Regions from separate parts of the Mus musculus genome. Here region 2 is linked to region 1. Evidence: chromatin contacts called from public HiChIP or PLAC-seq data. All regions are on one chromosome and are shown on one strand. The core of a region is the stretch at or near the end of the contact, and the rest is flanking DNA. Distances in the headings are between cores, read along the strand shown. Region 1 holds the start of 2610307P16Rik (RIKEN cDNA 2610307P16 gene). Region 2 overlaps Cdkal1 (CDK5 regulatory subunit associated protein 1-like 1).

Region 1 (7,085 bases), core at 4,223-6,722:
TTTTTAAAAACAATTATTCTATAAAGAAGAAACCAAAGTAATTTTGGGAATACAAGCAGGTTCCTAGAGAAACTTGGAGCAAATGAATGAATGCAGAGCTGAGACTTCATGCCCAGCTCGGTGCTCACAGAGACTCAAGACCCAGCACAGACTCGGGGCCCAGCTCAGTGCTCAGCTACTGACCTCCCAGACTTTAAAACCACAGTTGTGCTGGTCATGGTGGTGCACGCCTTTAATCCCAGCACTCGGGAGGCAGAGGCAGGTGGATTTCTCAGTTTGAGGCCAGCCTGGTCTACAAACTGAGGTCCAGGACAGCCAGGGCTACACAGAGAAACCCTATCTCGAAAAAAAAAACAAAACAAAACACAGTTGAGCAAATGCTTTTCATTTAGTTGGAAGGTCCTGAAAGTCACCATTTGTAAACAACGCAGGTGAACAGTCAGACTTGCTTCCTATAGGAGTTTATTGGGGCCACCCTGGGGAAAGCAGATGCAGACCTAGCCATGCTAAACAGCAAAAGTGTAAAACTCCAGCTACTTTAAAGTTGGTAAGCAAACCTGGTAATAATTTCAATGACCAACACACAGACAAAAGCGGCTGTTGTGCAGGGGGACTAAACAAATGTTAACGACAGCCTTGAATACAACTTGTCAGAAGATAGTTTCCTACTTTAATATTCACATTTCATATTCTATATTATACTTTAATATTGTCATGTCTAGGCGACTACCTGATAGTAGATTGTAAATGAGAAGAAACCATACTTTGGTAATTCTATCCAAAACTTCCTAAGGGGAAAAAAAGGGAATGTAATCTACCTTCAGGTAAAGAGTCACATGCAGAAGGCACCACAGCCTACTGAGGCACAGATGTAGCACATGAAGTGCACCTTCATTTTAGAAAGAACTGTTCTACTGAGCACAATTTCCACAAACCCTAATTTCTATTTAAATAAAGACAACTCAGAAAAAAACTACAATCAGAAGGTATGTGACAGTTCCTAATTGCAGGTTGATAACGCATGAAGCCACTGCTTTTACATTTTAGCTGACTAGTGAATAAACACTTGCTTCTTTATGTAGCTGCGGCTGGCCTCAAACTCAAATTGATAGTGAAAGATGCCCTTGAACTTCCCGTCCTCCAGGTGAGTGTTGGGGTTACAGGTCTGAGTCAACCAACAAGATTCACATAGCTCTAGGCAAGCACTACACGAACTGAGCTACATCCTCAGTCACCCCAAATTTTAAAGCTATAGCCAAGTCCACTCATCATTAACAGCTTTCAGAGTAGACAGGCAGGCAGGTCGGGTGGCTCACCCAATAAAGGCACTCGCTTATCACTAAACCTGATGACTCGAGTTTGATTCCCCAGACAACTACGAGGTAAAAGGAAAAAAATTATGGGCTCTTGCGAGATGTTTATTCTCTGACTGCCACACACACACATGCCTGCTCCAGCAGAGAATAAATAAACAAATAAGTGGAAGAACAAAAGAGAGAATCTAAGTAAACAAATTCTGAAACTAACTGTCATCTCAGTCGACAGACTTCCTACCTGGAAGGGTGAAGCCAGGCCCCTCAGCAGCAGGTTAGCTCACATTTATGCTTAACCGGTATTTGCTGACGCAAATTAACCTGAAATTGATTGGCCAACAGGACTGGACAAAATATGTTCTTAGAGAAAGGCATGTTCAAGCATGTGCACACTTGCATCCAAATTGATTTTAATTATATTAGTAATAGTTCTGTGGGACATGGTTTATATTTTGTAAGCCAGCTAAGAAAGTTTGAGGCATCCAAACATTACTGATTGAAGAAACTTATAGGAATATTGTTTATTAATTAATGCTCAGCCCCCTGTTACATTTTTTTCAGACATATATGCTTTAGGCGTTCTGTTATTATTAGTAGTGCTAGCAATTGAACCCAGGGTCTCATGTATGCTAGGAAAGACCTCTACACCTGAGGGACATCCCCAGCCCTACATAGATGCTTCTTACAACCCTATGGGACGGGTGTGAGGGTACCTACTTTACAAATGACAAAACTAAGCAAGATTCAAGGAAATCAAGCAACCCGGGCAAGAAGTCACAAGAGAGTAATTGCCTGGGCTGGGACGCATTCCAAAGCCTGAGTCTAAACGTTTGAGCCCAACACTAGGTAGCCATTAAACCAGATTCTGATATAGTAACTTCAGAAGGGTGATACTCTTCTTAAGAGTCACACTGTCCCCTCTGTGTGAGAAAAAATACTCCAGCAGATAAACTTTCAGTGAAACACAGGGAACACTGACACCTCTGTCTAGCACACTCTGCTGAAAGCATCCTCTGCAGCAGGGAAGCCCAGTAATGAGAACGAGACTCCAAAGCCATCCCTCTCTTGTTTAGCAACTAGAAAATAAACTTCCTAACAAACGTATCGAAGCTGCAGGAACAGTGGACAAGGCGGAGCCTCTTCAAGATGAAGGACTGCAGAAGTTCATTTAAACCTTTGTTTTATAGGTGATAGAAAAGAAGCGTGGAAGGGTTCCAGAGTCTAGTTTTACACAAATCCCAAACTCATTCTATTTTACTTATAATGAGATAAAAGTTTTTTCCAATTATTGTGTTTTTCTTGACCTAACTGAGTTTTCAGAGCAAGCTGCTTCAACAAGGGCAGGAAACACTGTAAGAAAGCAACTCTTTATGTTCCCATTGAGATGACGAGAATTCTTAGTTGCATTCCCAGATATGAACAGAAATTAATCGTAAGGTATTCAAAAGGGAATAAGAACTCTTGGGTATCTGCCATGAAGGTTAATCGAATCCTCCCTCGTGTCCTTTGGTTATGGCAAGGCCAAAGCTTCCATTCTAAGAGAACCCACTACACTTTGTATTGACAGTCTACCATTAGAAATGTATGTATTTGGGGGTCACTTCTGGATTTTGTTAACAAAATGAACTGTCAAGATGCATAATAATAATAATAACGACAACAACAACATAATGCAAGCCTGTTCTGTTAAAATAAAATATTCACGGTGGTATCTAAGGAGAAAATCAGCCACAAATAAAATAAGGTATGGCCTGTTGAACATATTGGACTCATTACTGACATAAAACATATATAACTCTACATAAATCAACATTCATTATACGTGCAGATATTGATGAATACGTGGTAAAAAAAAATCAATAAACTTTCATCAGATACTCCCAAATTATCATTCCACTTCAGAAACTATCTACAAAACACAGTCCCCAAGAAGGAAACATAAAGTCTTAAGTCACTTTAGGCGGGCAACAACTCAAAACAAGGAGACAGATCTCCAGTGGCATTAAGTATCAGGCCCAAAAGGAAGTGCTCGTGGGTGTCTAAGAAACATACCTTCTACAAGTAGAGAATTCTCGGGCATCACACTCCAATAATCCACATAAGGAAAGCCTTGTCGAAAATCCCAGCAATTTAACTGAAGAAACTCTAAATGAAGAAGTTGATGCTACTTTGTCCAGTGCTAACTTGCAGCGGTCCTGGCATCTTCATGCTAGCGGCTGGTAGGTATATATCCAGTAAGAGAAATTCGAAGGCATTTCAGTAGAAGTACTCCTGCTAAGTGGGTGACATGACTCTTGGAGTCGCTGGTATGACACCTATACAATTAGAATGTATTAAGGTTAGTTGTCGGGACAGTCTATACACTCCCTCCCTAAAAGAATAACTGTCGTCTTAATTCCTTTCAGTCTTTGACATAAAGATTCAAAGCTCCCCGGCTCTGGCACCTTGCAGAATGCTAACTCTCAGAAGTTAATGCATTGTTTGGATGCTTCCTAGAGTCACCCGCAGTAGGATGAGTTCTGTGTTTGACTTGTCTTGTTAAAAAGTGTCTCCAGGAGCTTGAAGAACACCTCCAGCATTTGGAAACACAGAAGAGGGTGGAGAAGGTGATAAATTACCTTGGTATTTGGACGGAGCCCACAAACATACCTGAAGACCATGAGCCGGGTTTTGTGTTGCAGAATCAAGATAAAGTCATATTTAAAGGCATCCGACAGATAAAGCCAACCTCTGTCCTTTGGACCCTAACTTAGATCTCTAAGTTATCTTTTTTTGTTGTTGTTGTTTAATGAACGCAAGTGGCTGGTAGAGATAAACAACTTTTGGAACGAAGTAGAAAAACAGCAAAAGATAGTTCATATAAAGTGAAGATATTGACTTACTGAGCAAGAACCAATGCAGAAGCATTCCGAAGTTAGGGGACTTGGGAAACAAAGTTAGGAAGCCGCCCTTCACCGCTATCTGGAGGGAACCTCGCTGCTTCCCCGCTGAACAGAGACGAAAAGCCGCCGCTCTTTTGGGCGGGTGTGGCCGATAGAAACAAAAGGTTAAAACACAAAAGGCGGGGCGGAGGGCTAGGTCAGGGGAGCTCGGCAGGCTCGTGGTTCCCTTCCTATTCAGACTGGCTGAGATAGGCCCGGGGGTCGCCAACACCTAAGAGAGGATGGATCCCGACGAGGACAGCAATAGGTCATTCTGGGTGGGTCATTAAACTGAACCAAACCACGGAGGTGAGGGGAGCGGACTCTTAACTAATGGTCCAGGCCCCATCAGCTTCATCTGCGCAGCTCTTGACAGTCTGGAACCTGTGGCTTCCTCAACTGGACCCCAGCCCCCAAAAACTTCCCGGACTCCTATTAATTTGCTGGAACTCCCTTACCACCCAAACCCTGTCTACATTCTATTGTTGCACGCTTCGTGTCTCCAGAGCGCTCCAGAGACAGTGAAGTTTGAAAACGCGTGAGGAAATGACCCCCACCTCTGCATCTTTCTTTTTTTGTGACCAAAGTCAGAGCTTATGTGTGGGTGAGCCTGATCTAATTCCCATTCTTATCAGAACGTTTTCCTCCAATCTACACACAACCGGGGAAAAGCGAGGCAGTATCCAGTTTGGATGCCCTTCTTCTTAGCCCCTCACCACCCCTAAAGAAGAAGCACAAGAGATGAAGGCGTTTAAAATAAACAAAACAATCTGTGCGAGAGTTTAAAAGAACAAAAGAAAAGGAGAACCGGGAAAAGAGATACAATTAAAAAATAATAATAAAAGACAAGAAACAGAAAGAAACAGTCAAACTTGGCTGCTAGATCTATGACTTTGCCCTCGGAAGGGCTGGGAGCAGGGGGACCTGAGGGAAGCAGGACAAACAGGACAAGTCACTCACCTTCTCCCTCCACTTCGTCGCACTTTGAAGGGACATTGTTTCCATTGTTGCAGCCTGCGAGGCGCTAGGATACTTTTGCGCAGCCTGACAGCGGAGAAAGTCGCGTTGACAAAGTTGCGAGAAAGAGATACTCGGGCGTCCAGGGAGCTGGAGAAGGAGTTCATCAGAGTTTCCCCTTTTGTTCCAAGTCCCAGAGCAGACAAAGAGGCGGAGAGCCGCGGCAGGTTTCTCCCTCTCACCCCTTCCTCCTCTCTCCCTCCCCTCCCTCCCCGCCCCCTCCCTCTCCCCGCATCTCCCGCCCGACTCTAAGCCTTGGTGCGCAGCTCCGGCTGCTCTGTCCCCAAGACCAGCAACTCAGTCCCGACCCTCTCTCCTTCCATCTCCCCGAAAACTTTGCCCAGAAGATGCGGGTCTTGGTCCCTTCTCACACCCTTTGAACACCCAGCTTCCAGTCCGCGCTCTCACGCCCGGGGAAATCTCCAAACTCATTGTTTCCGGGAGATGCACCTCTTTGTTTGCACTTTCCCTGCCAATCAGGGAGAGGAGCGGTTCACTTTGGCAATGAGTTTCTGCCATTTCTCAGCATCCCAAGAGATGTAATATGAAGGAGCCAGTCAACCCTTTAAGGTAAGAGGTACAATCATAGGTAGGGCTCACAGATGCCTCTCCATCCATGACCCTCCATCCTATGTACCCTCTTCCAACCAACAGCCTGGAAGAATTCAAAGAAGTTCTAAGTGATGGAAAAGTCTCTTCTCCCTCCCTCATCAGTGCCCACACAGGACCCTAGGGGAAAACCCTCAAATCTGCATGGCAGAGGCCACTAAGTATCCCACAGGGACCTACACCTTGCCCTTGTAGGTTACCTGTTGCTGCTGGTACTATGCCACTCATGGGGGGTGGGGGGGGGCCTGAACAGAGACCACCGGCTCAAACCTCAGAGAACTTCCTCTTATCTCCAACTATATTAACAAGACTCTCAGGTTAACATGGCTCCTTCCCAAACCTACTGTTCCTTCCTAGTTCCCTTCCTTTCACAGCTACAGGGTCTTCCTCCTTCACTTCTAACTCCCCATCCTCTTCCCTCCCCCACCTTCTGGTCCTGGGCAAGCCAGGTGTCTTCCTTGTCTGGGAGTCTCTCAGTCTTTCTTAGAGCCTTCTGAAAATCATCCATCAGTTCCAGAACTGGGGTCCCCACTTTACACCGCAGCATTCAGCTCTCATCCCAACATGGTTTCCCCCCACCCCAGGAACTCAAAGCTGCACCAATTTCCTTTCTAGATCTCACCAGAATAGAAGAAAAGCAGGAAGGTGGGAGAAGGTAGAGGGACACGCAGCCTTTTATATTCAGTCTTCAGGGCAAAGGGGGTTTAAAAAAAAACACTCAAACATTCCAAAGCAAATATTCAACCTCCTGCTGGTGTCCACGCACCTTATATACTCTTTCTCCAAATCTAGACAGGGAAGACCCAATGAGTTGTTAAATGTGAGGGTAAAGAGATGGGGTGAAAGGGGGCATAGGGAGCTGTATTCCTGGCTAGGATTAAAGATGCGAAGAGGGGGTAGGAAGGGAACCTTGCTGGGTCTGGAATGTCATGGGTGTGGATCATAACAAGCACCCTTCCAGTGCTTGCCAAGTCTCTCCCCTAGGGGAGAACAAAGACTCTGTGAGAGGGCTTCCGTTCTGATCTCCTGGGGTCTGCACTGGGCCCAGTGTTCCTCTGTCAGACTGCCAGAGCGCGCACTCCGCTAGCTGTCTGAAACTTTGTAACCAACTTCCTCCGAATTAGCGCTCAAGGTTTGCTGGCCCAAAGAAACCTAGACAATAACATCCCAGAAACAGAGATGCGCTCTCCAAGGTCGGTCCTCCAACCTTGCTAGGTGCCGGTTC
Region 2 (6,927 bases), core at 371-2,870, 950 kb after region 1:
GAGTACATGTAAAGTACTGGAATTTAAAACATCATAGATGGGAAGTTTCTTCATTAAAGCATAATAGCTAATGCCTGGCAGTCATTTACTAGTCATTACAGCAACCATCCTCAACATGAAGAATCACAGGTCTAGAGAAGCCGGCGTCATTGTTATGACAGCATTCCCCAGGTTTTATCAGTGTCTAAATTTATCAGCATCCTTAAGAGTAATAGTTAATCAAAGGCTAGAGAAGAAACAGTTTTAAGACAGAACTAAAGTAGTTACTGTCCCTACCATATAAAAGGCTAAATATAAGGAGGAAATACCCTAAGTATATTTTCTATAATAAAGATAAAAATATTCTGTTGACAAAATAAAAAATTGTATATAAGGTCTATAAATTTCCCCTATGGAATTTTCACTGTAACAGATCTAAATATTTAAACTTTGATCAGATTTGCCCTTTCTCTACATAAAGTCCTCAATTTCTCCACCATATATTGTGCAATATTTAAGTACATGACTCTCCAGTTAAGGAATAGAAACATAGGTATAATCAAGGTGCTAGCTTCTTTAGAACTGCCTGTGATACCTACTTTTCTGTCTTGTGATACTTTCTCACTGACATTAAAATAATATCAAAAGATGTTCATAAGCCTTTGCTTAATACAGCCAATGACCCGACTCCCTTTCTTAATTATGAGCTGGCGGTAGTAAGAGTACTTACTATTTGCAATGAATGTTCAGACATAACTGTCTTATTAAAATTATGTCTATCTTATAATTTCTTCCATTACTAATGCATGCTTAAAGAAATTGATTCTGAGATACATTTTTCTTGTCCTCTGCCAGGCCTTGACACAGACTAGTATAAATGGTAGTGGGCACTAACAAGCAGATTCAAGCAACAGGGATGATGGAAATTAAAAAGCTAGAACATATTAACATATCTATGCCACACAGAAGGGTCACGAGGTAAGACCATCAGCATAAATTAACACATTATTATGAGACAGCTACAGAAGCAAGCCAGGCAAGAATCTGCACAGCACATCTTTTAATCACAACAAATATATAATGTTGTTTGATTGGATTACTTGAGGAAATGTTGCCAGTCTACTACCACCTTTGATAACTTCCACTCCTACCCTGAGATACAAACTTGAATCCAGACAGCCTGGGCATAGGGCTTGAGATGGGTGGAAGAAATTTGTAAACACATGTTTTAAACATTAGCTGATATTGTCCATTTGTCTAGGAATAAAGGTTTAAAAAAAAAAAAAACAGTGCATTTTGTTGTTGTTGTTTTCTATTTTCCCTACAAGAGTCATGCAGGAACTACCCTTTGTTATCTACCAAGTCCACAGAGTTTCCCATCTCCAAGAAGAGAGGAATGAGCTAGAGTCACCCTAAGGACAGCACTGCTCATGCAGCAGGCAGGCAGGCAGTCCCAAGCAAGTCCTCCAAAGCAGCCACCTCAGAATGCAACCCCTTAACTTCTCAGACTGTTCTCCACTCACAAGGCCACTGTCAAATCCTAGAGAACGTCGAGATGGCTGTCAGTCAGTGCCCACTGGAGCTGCTGCTGAGGAACCAACCTCTCCCTTAACCGCGCACTGCTAAGCAATTCAGGCACATCACATGTGCATCACATTACTGGCATCAACAGAGGCGGCAAGAAGAGTGAAGATTCACAGGGACTGTACATCTGTCACCATGAGCATAAAAACAAACGTCTCGCTGCAGAGGCGTTGTCACTCCTGAAACTACACACAGGTGGTGAGTGAGACTGTCCTGTCAGGGAGGTAAGAATGGGGTCTAATGGAATAAGGTGCAAAAATCTTCATTTTTAAGGCATACTAACCTTTTTGTAAAAAAGTAATTTGGGGAGAAATACATAAAAGCTGAAACATAAAATTGATGCAGATTCAAAACAATTTCCCCACTCCAATAAAGGGCAGTAAAGGACAACCCGAAAGGTCCTGTACTTCTGACCTTGGTCCCAAAACAAGGGCCACTCATCTCACAAAAAAGCTGGATAAGTAGTCTGTGCTTTCTTACTTCCAGTAAAAATCCCTGGCAAGTGTACAAGCGGGAAACAGCCACAGATACCTTTGACTGGACATAAGACCGTCCTACTTGTACCATCACACTTGGGTCACCTTTGAGTATCTGCGGCTGGCGAAACGGCTCAGCATTTAAAAGCATACACTGCTCTTGCAGGGAACCTGGGCTGGGGTCCCAGCATTCACATCAGGCAGGTTCATAACTCCAGCTCCAGGGTATCTGATGCCTTTGACATCTGCAGTCACCAGCACACATGTTGTGCACAGACTGACACGATACACACACTCACATGTGCATACACCTACACACAATTAAATATAAAATAAATCTTTTTTCAAGATGACTTCGGAAGGGGTTCAACTGCATGATGATGGATACAAACACATGCTGCTGTTGAAAGCAGCCTGCCATCAAGCCAGAGGCACATTATCTAATTTTGTATTTCTCACCTAGAAAAGCTATTCATAGACCCTAGATTCTCCTTCTATCACATTACAGCCAGAGGACACAGAAACAGTGAAAGGTTTTACTAAATTTTCAAAAGTCCTGTTAATATAAAATGACTTTCCAAAATGGATAAGCCAGAGTGGTGTGACCTGAAAGCCACACAAATTGTTTATTTATGCCTGCTATGTTTTAATCACTGGACTGGTTTAGAGACTTCAAAAAATTAATGGTTTTGGCTATACAACAGCAACTATGTCTCCTATGAAACATTAGCTGTCACATTAAGACAAGGTTTTATCATTAATTATATTGGATTATATAGTTTATATCTACAACATGATTGTTAAATAACCAAATTTCCAAACCATTTCAAAATAAAAATGAAATCAGGTCCCAGCAAGCCTTACATGAATTAAGGATCCATTTACAAAACAGAAAATTAAATGTAAAAAATATAACCTCAATTTAAGACATTTGCAGATAAGACATCCAACACTTTTTTTTCCCATCCAAAAAAAAAAAAAAAAAAAAAAGCAAATGAAAATGCTAACGCAGGTCAATAGTGCCATCTTTTGGGTTGCTCTGTAATTGCACGAAGGCGTCCAGAAACACCTTGAATGCATACGAGGAAGGCACAGCAGATGAGGCAAGTCAAGCTATCAGTCTTTAACTTACATAACTTACATTCAATCAATGTATTAACTACACACTCTTTTTTTTTTTTTTTAGATTTATTTATTGGTTATATGTAAGTACACTGTAGCTGACTTCAGACACTCCAGAAGAGGGAGTCAGATCTCGTTACGGATAGTTGTGAGCCACCATGTGGTTGCTGGGATTTGAACTTTGGACCTTCGGAAGAGCAGTCGGGTGCTCTTACCCACTGAGCCATCTCACCAGCCCCTTAACTACACACTCTTACATGTATTGTCGAACCTCATGTTTGTGTTTACTGAAGTTCCACTGGGTTGAACCCCTCTCTTCAAAGAGCTGAGAAAGCTTTATTGACTGAGTTCTAAAACACCTCTGAGCCAGTCACTGCTGGGTCACAATACTAGTTTTCAAATTCCAACACTAATTCATTACAATTATATAACCATATAGTCATAATTGTTATAAGTAATGCACACATTTCTATACACAATTTTGAAAAAATAATTTTATTCCTTTTACAATGTTTTTATCATACATGTGCCAAAAAAATGTTTTTATTATTAATTAAATTATTACATGACTATATAAACATTAACTGCATTCATAAAGGTATTTACATTTCAAAAATATTAAAGCATGTATTCAAAACAATATTTATGTATGTGACAATGGGGGGGTTCATCACTGAAAACTGCAAAAAGCTTTTTCCTTATTGCGGAGGGGATCTCAGCCTTCATCACTGCAGCCTGCACCTGCCTCACACCTGGCCTAAGTCACAAGAGGCTACAGTGAGCTGTGACGGGTAAGCTTCAAGCTCACCCACTCGAGGATCTGTGCCTTAAACTGATGAGGTCTGTACACCACCTTCACTCTTTTTCAATAATTTCACAAAGTTTTATGAAATCACAACATATTTCTCTAGGACACCCTCAGAGTTCAGGCCTTCATTTCTGTCTGCTAACAATTCAGCTCTCACGTGGAAAGCAGAAGATATGACAGTGGTCTGCCCGTGCCCTTGAATTACTCATTGTCAATTTTACTCAAATTACCATCAGCCAATAGTTCTTCAGAGAATGACTTTTTAAATCACAGCTAAAAGCTATCAAAATGGAGACACCTTATAAGGTTACCAAGACAGCAACAGAAAACAAATTAAACAAAACAAAGCCAGAAGCTGAAGGGTGCGTTGAGTGCTGCTCTGGGGCTGGGGACACAGGGCATCTGCTAAGTGCTGGCCTGCAGCACACAAAGAGCCGGGCCAGACCCAGCATTGCTGGAACTGGGATACAGGAGAAGCTATCTTACACTGGACACTGCTCTTCTATGAAAGCAAATCATAACAACGATTGTTAAATACCTCAGAAACATCTTCAGTCCAATGGCAAGCCTTGTCACTAGAAACAGACATGGATGGAGAGACTTAGAGACCACTAAATGAAAGCCTAACTGTCGGAAGGCTGTGGCTCCCCACAGCTCGCCTTCACTCCTCAGGGGCCGGTGTGCGCCCGCCAGGTCTTCTCTAGAGATAATCGCCTTCCCTATTTCTGAGTGGTAGGTGAAAATTCCATTCTGAAGGCCCTTAGATTTATTTCTCTGTTTTATTCCCTGAGAAATAAAAAGGGGGGGAATGAGAAAATGCCATTCTTCTCCCCACCTTCTACTATACCCTTTACCACCATTGCAAATAATTCAACTTCTGAACACAAGGAACACGCTAAACCCTACCCTGATGAGCACACAAACCAACAGGAACATATGTAACCGTATTTTATCAAGTTTAAAGGTCCATCGAGATTGCTACAGTCAATTCCAGCCCATTAAACAGAAAGCAATTACTGCTTCCAATTTAATAAGAATGGATTAAACTGGATTTCTGATTCAATACCATTTGTAAAAGTGTCCATGTCAGGAAGAGTGATGGCGTGCGATCTTATCTCAGACATGTCAAGACTAAGCCAAGTGGACCTGACAGCACCTAAATAGGACTCTACTGAAAGCTCCAGACGTTCACATGCATACATACCACTTAGTTCACTGTTACAATAGACTTCTGTGTTAAAGTTGGAAAGCAATTATTAACATTCATCATATTCAAAAGTCAGTTCTACTTGATCACTAACCCACATATAATGCACATTTTAAAAATTCCTATTTTGTGTGTGGTACCCTGTGCAATGGCACTTGTAATTCAAACACACATGGACACTGCTCATGCTAGCTCATTTAATCCTCCACTTCTACCAAAGGCAGTGCTCAGGACTAATCACAGGACTCAGAGGACTAACACGGGACGATCACTGTAAGCTTAAGGCTAGCCTGGGCTATACAGTAAGACTCTGTCAGGGAGAGAGAGGGAAAGAGAAAGGGAATGGGAGAGGGGGAGGTGAAGAGGGAGGGGGAGGGGAAAGGGAGTGGGAGAGGGAGAGAGCTAGCTGGCTAGCAATTAAGCTAATAGAAGATATTACCTGATTTTACCCTTATTTTACAGTGTGAGTGTTAAAAGTTGGGTACTTCAGCTCTGATTTGCTGACCAAGTATCTCTGAAATGTCCAAGCTGAGTAAGATGGAAAGACTTCACCAAAGGAAAGGAAAAATGGGTGAATCACACTTAGGTGGGGACTGGCTAAGAAGTCACTATTTCAGTAAGCAGAAATATACTAAACAGCAGTGGTGCCAAAGCGTTGTGGCTTATGGAGAGGAGGGTCTAAGATGATCAGGTTCATGAAAACAATGTTAAGGCACAACTACCACCACTAAGAAAGCCCTCAGATTACCATAAATATAATACATACCAAAGAGTATATATAAACCTGTACCAAGATTCTAGGCCCCTCTTACATCAACCCTCAAACCCACGTCAAGTCAGAGGGGAATGTGAAAGTGCAGAGTTCAACTCTTTCTGCTTTACCATTTCCTAACCCTGTTTAATAAACAGGTCTGAGAATTCATGAGGCACTCAAGATGGACCCATGCCACTGTTTTTAGTAAGCCTGAAAGTAAGAGAGTCATAAAGTAACAAATAGTTTTTCCTCAGATTCAAAAATCCCACCTTAATATATTCCTACGGAAAGCCACAACCAGACACTAGGACGAGCAGTGAAAGCGACCAAGACCAGTTGAAGCTGTCAGCCCATCATTGGATAATCACACATCTGATTTGCTGCGCACTGCATCTCAGATTAACAAGAGCTCACATGGCCTCTGAAAAGGTCAATTTGCCAAGTTCTTATATAAATACTGTTAAAAATAGAAAAAAAGCAGAGAAAAATTAAATGTTAGGTAACTTAATGACTTCTAATCATTTTATTAGATGATCATTTGTAACATGGAATTCATGTTCAGGGGTCATAACACCACTAAGTGATCGCATGATGCAATACTGCCATCTGCTGTTCAAAAGCTAGAAACACATCTTATTTTTAACACAAACCTTCTGAAGGCCAGAGTGTTGAACATACTCAACTACTAATGTCCCTGAAGTTTTTAGACCCAAAATTAAAGAAGGCAACAAAAAATAAAAATAAAAAAATTAAGTATGTTTTAAATGATGCTTTCATGGTAATTTGTCATCTACTCATTTTCTTAAGAAAGAAAACTACAATTTAAACACAGGCTATTTCTACATAAATTACTCAAGAACACTGTACAATATTTTTAAGCATAATCTGAACTTTATTAAGCAATTAAATAGGTATCAGATTTCTGAAAGTATATGGATATGTGTTTTATTTGTCTCATAAAACCTCTAACATGTAGGTAGAACACAGTGTAGCAGGC

The links. HiChIP or PLAC-seq counts read pairs in DNA pulled down with a chosen protein or histone mark.
Region 2: a contact with region 1 is called in an H3K27ac HiChIP or PLAC-seq map of large pre-B cells, with 10 times the contacts expected there. The contact joins the enhancer-like site here to the promoter of 2610307P16Rik in region 1. A contact is called at or near these places in 2 of 15 datasets of contacts at CTCF or cohesin (the NIH/3T3 cell line and large pre-B cells), 14 of 484 Hi-C or Micro-C datasets (B cells, Sertoli cells, adipose-derived mesenchymal stem cells and 8 more), 9 of 115 datasets of contacts at active chromatin or transcription factors (astrocytes, craniofacial prominence, embryonic forebrain and 6 more) and 1 of 9 other capture datasets (embryonic stem cells).

The regions. Positions count from the first base shown.
Region 1 is chr13:28,879,950-28,887,034 of GRCm38.p6, forward strand. It overlaps 2610307P16Rik (RIKEN cDNA 2610307P16 gene), which reads right to left and starts at 5,473. Exons shown (of 8, transcript NR_045054.1): 1 at 5,195-5,473; 2 at 3,366-3,628.
Region 2 is chr13:29,832,316-29,839,242 of GRCm38.p6, forward strand. The region is part of intron 4 of Cdkal1 (CDK5 regulatory subunit associated protein 1-like 1); the gene reads right to left. Among named protein-coding and RNA genes, the nearest start is that of Cdkal1, 20 kb to the right of the region's middle. Within about 2 kb of position 1,621, at least 8 of the 459 cell types and tissues checked have an H3K27ac peak or open chromatin away from gene starts, as enhancers often do.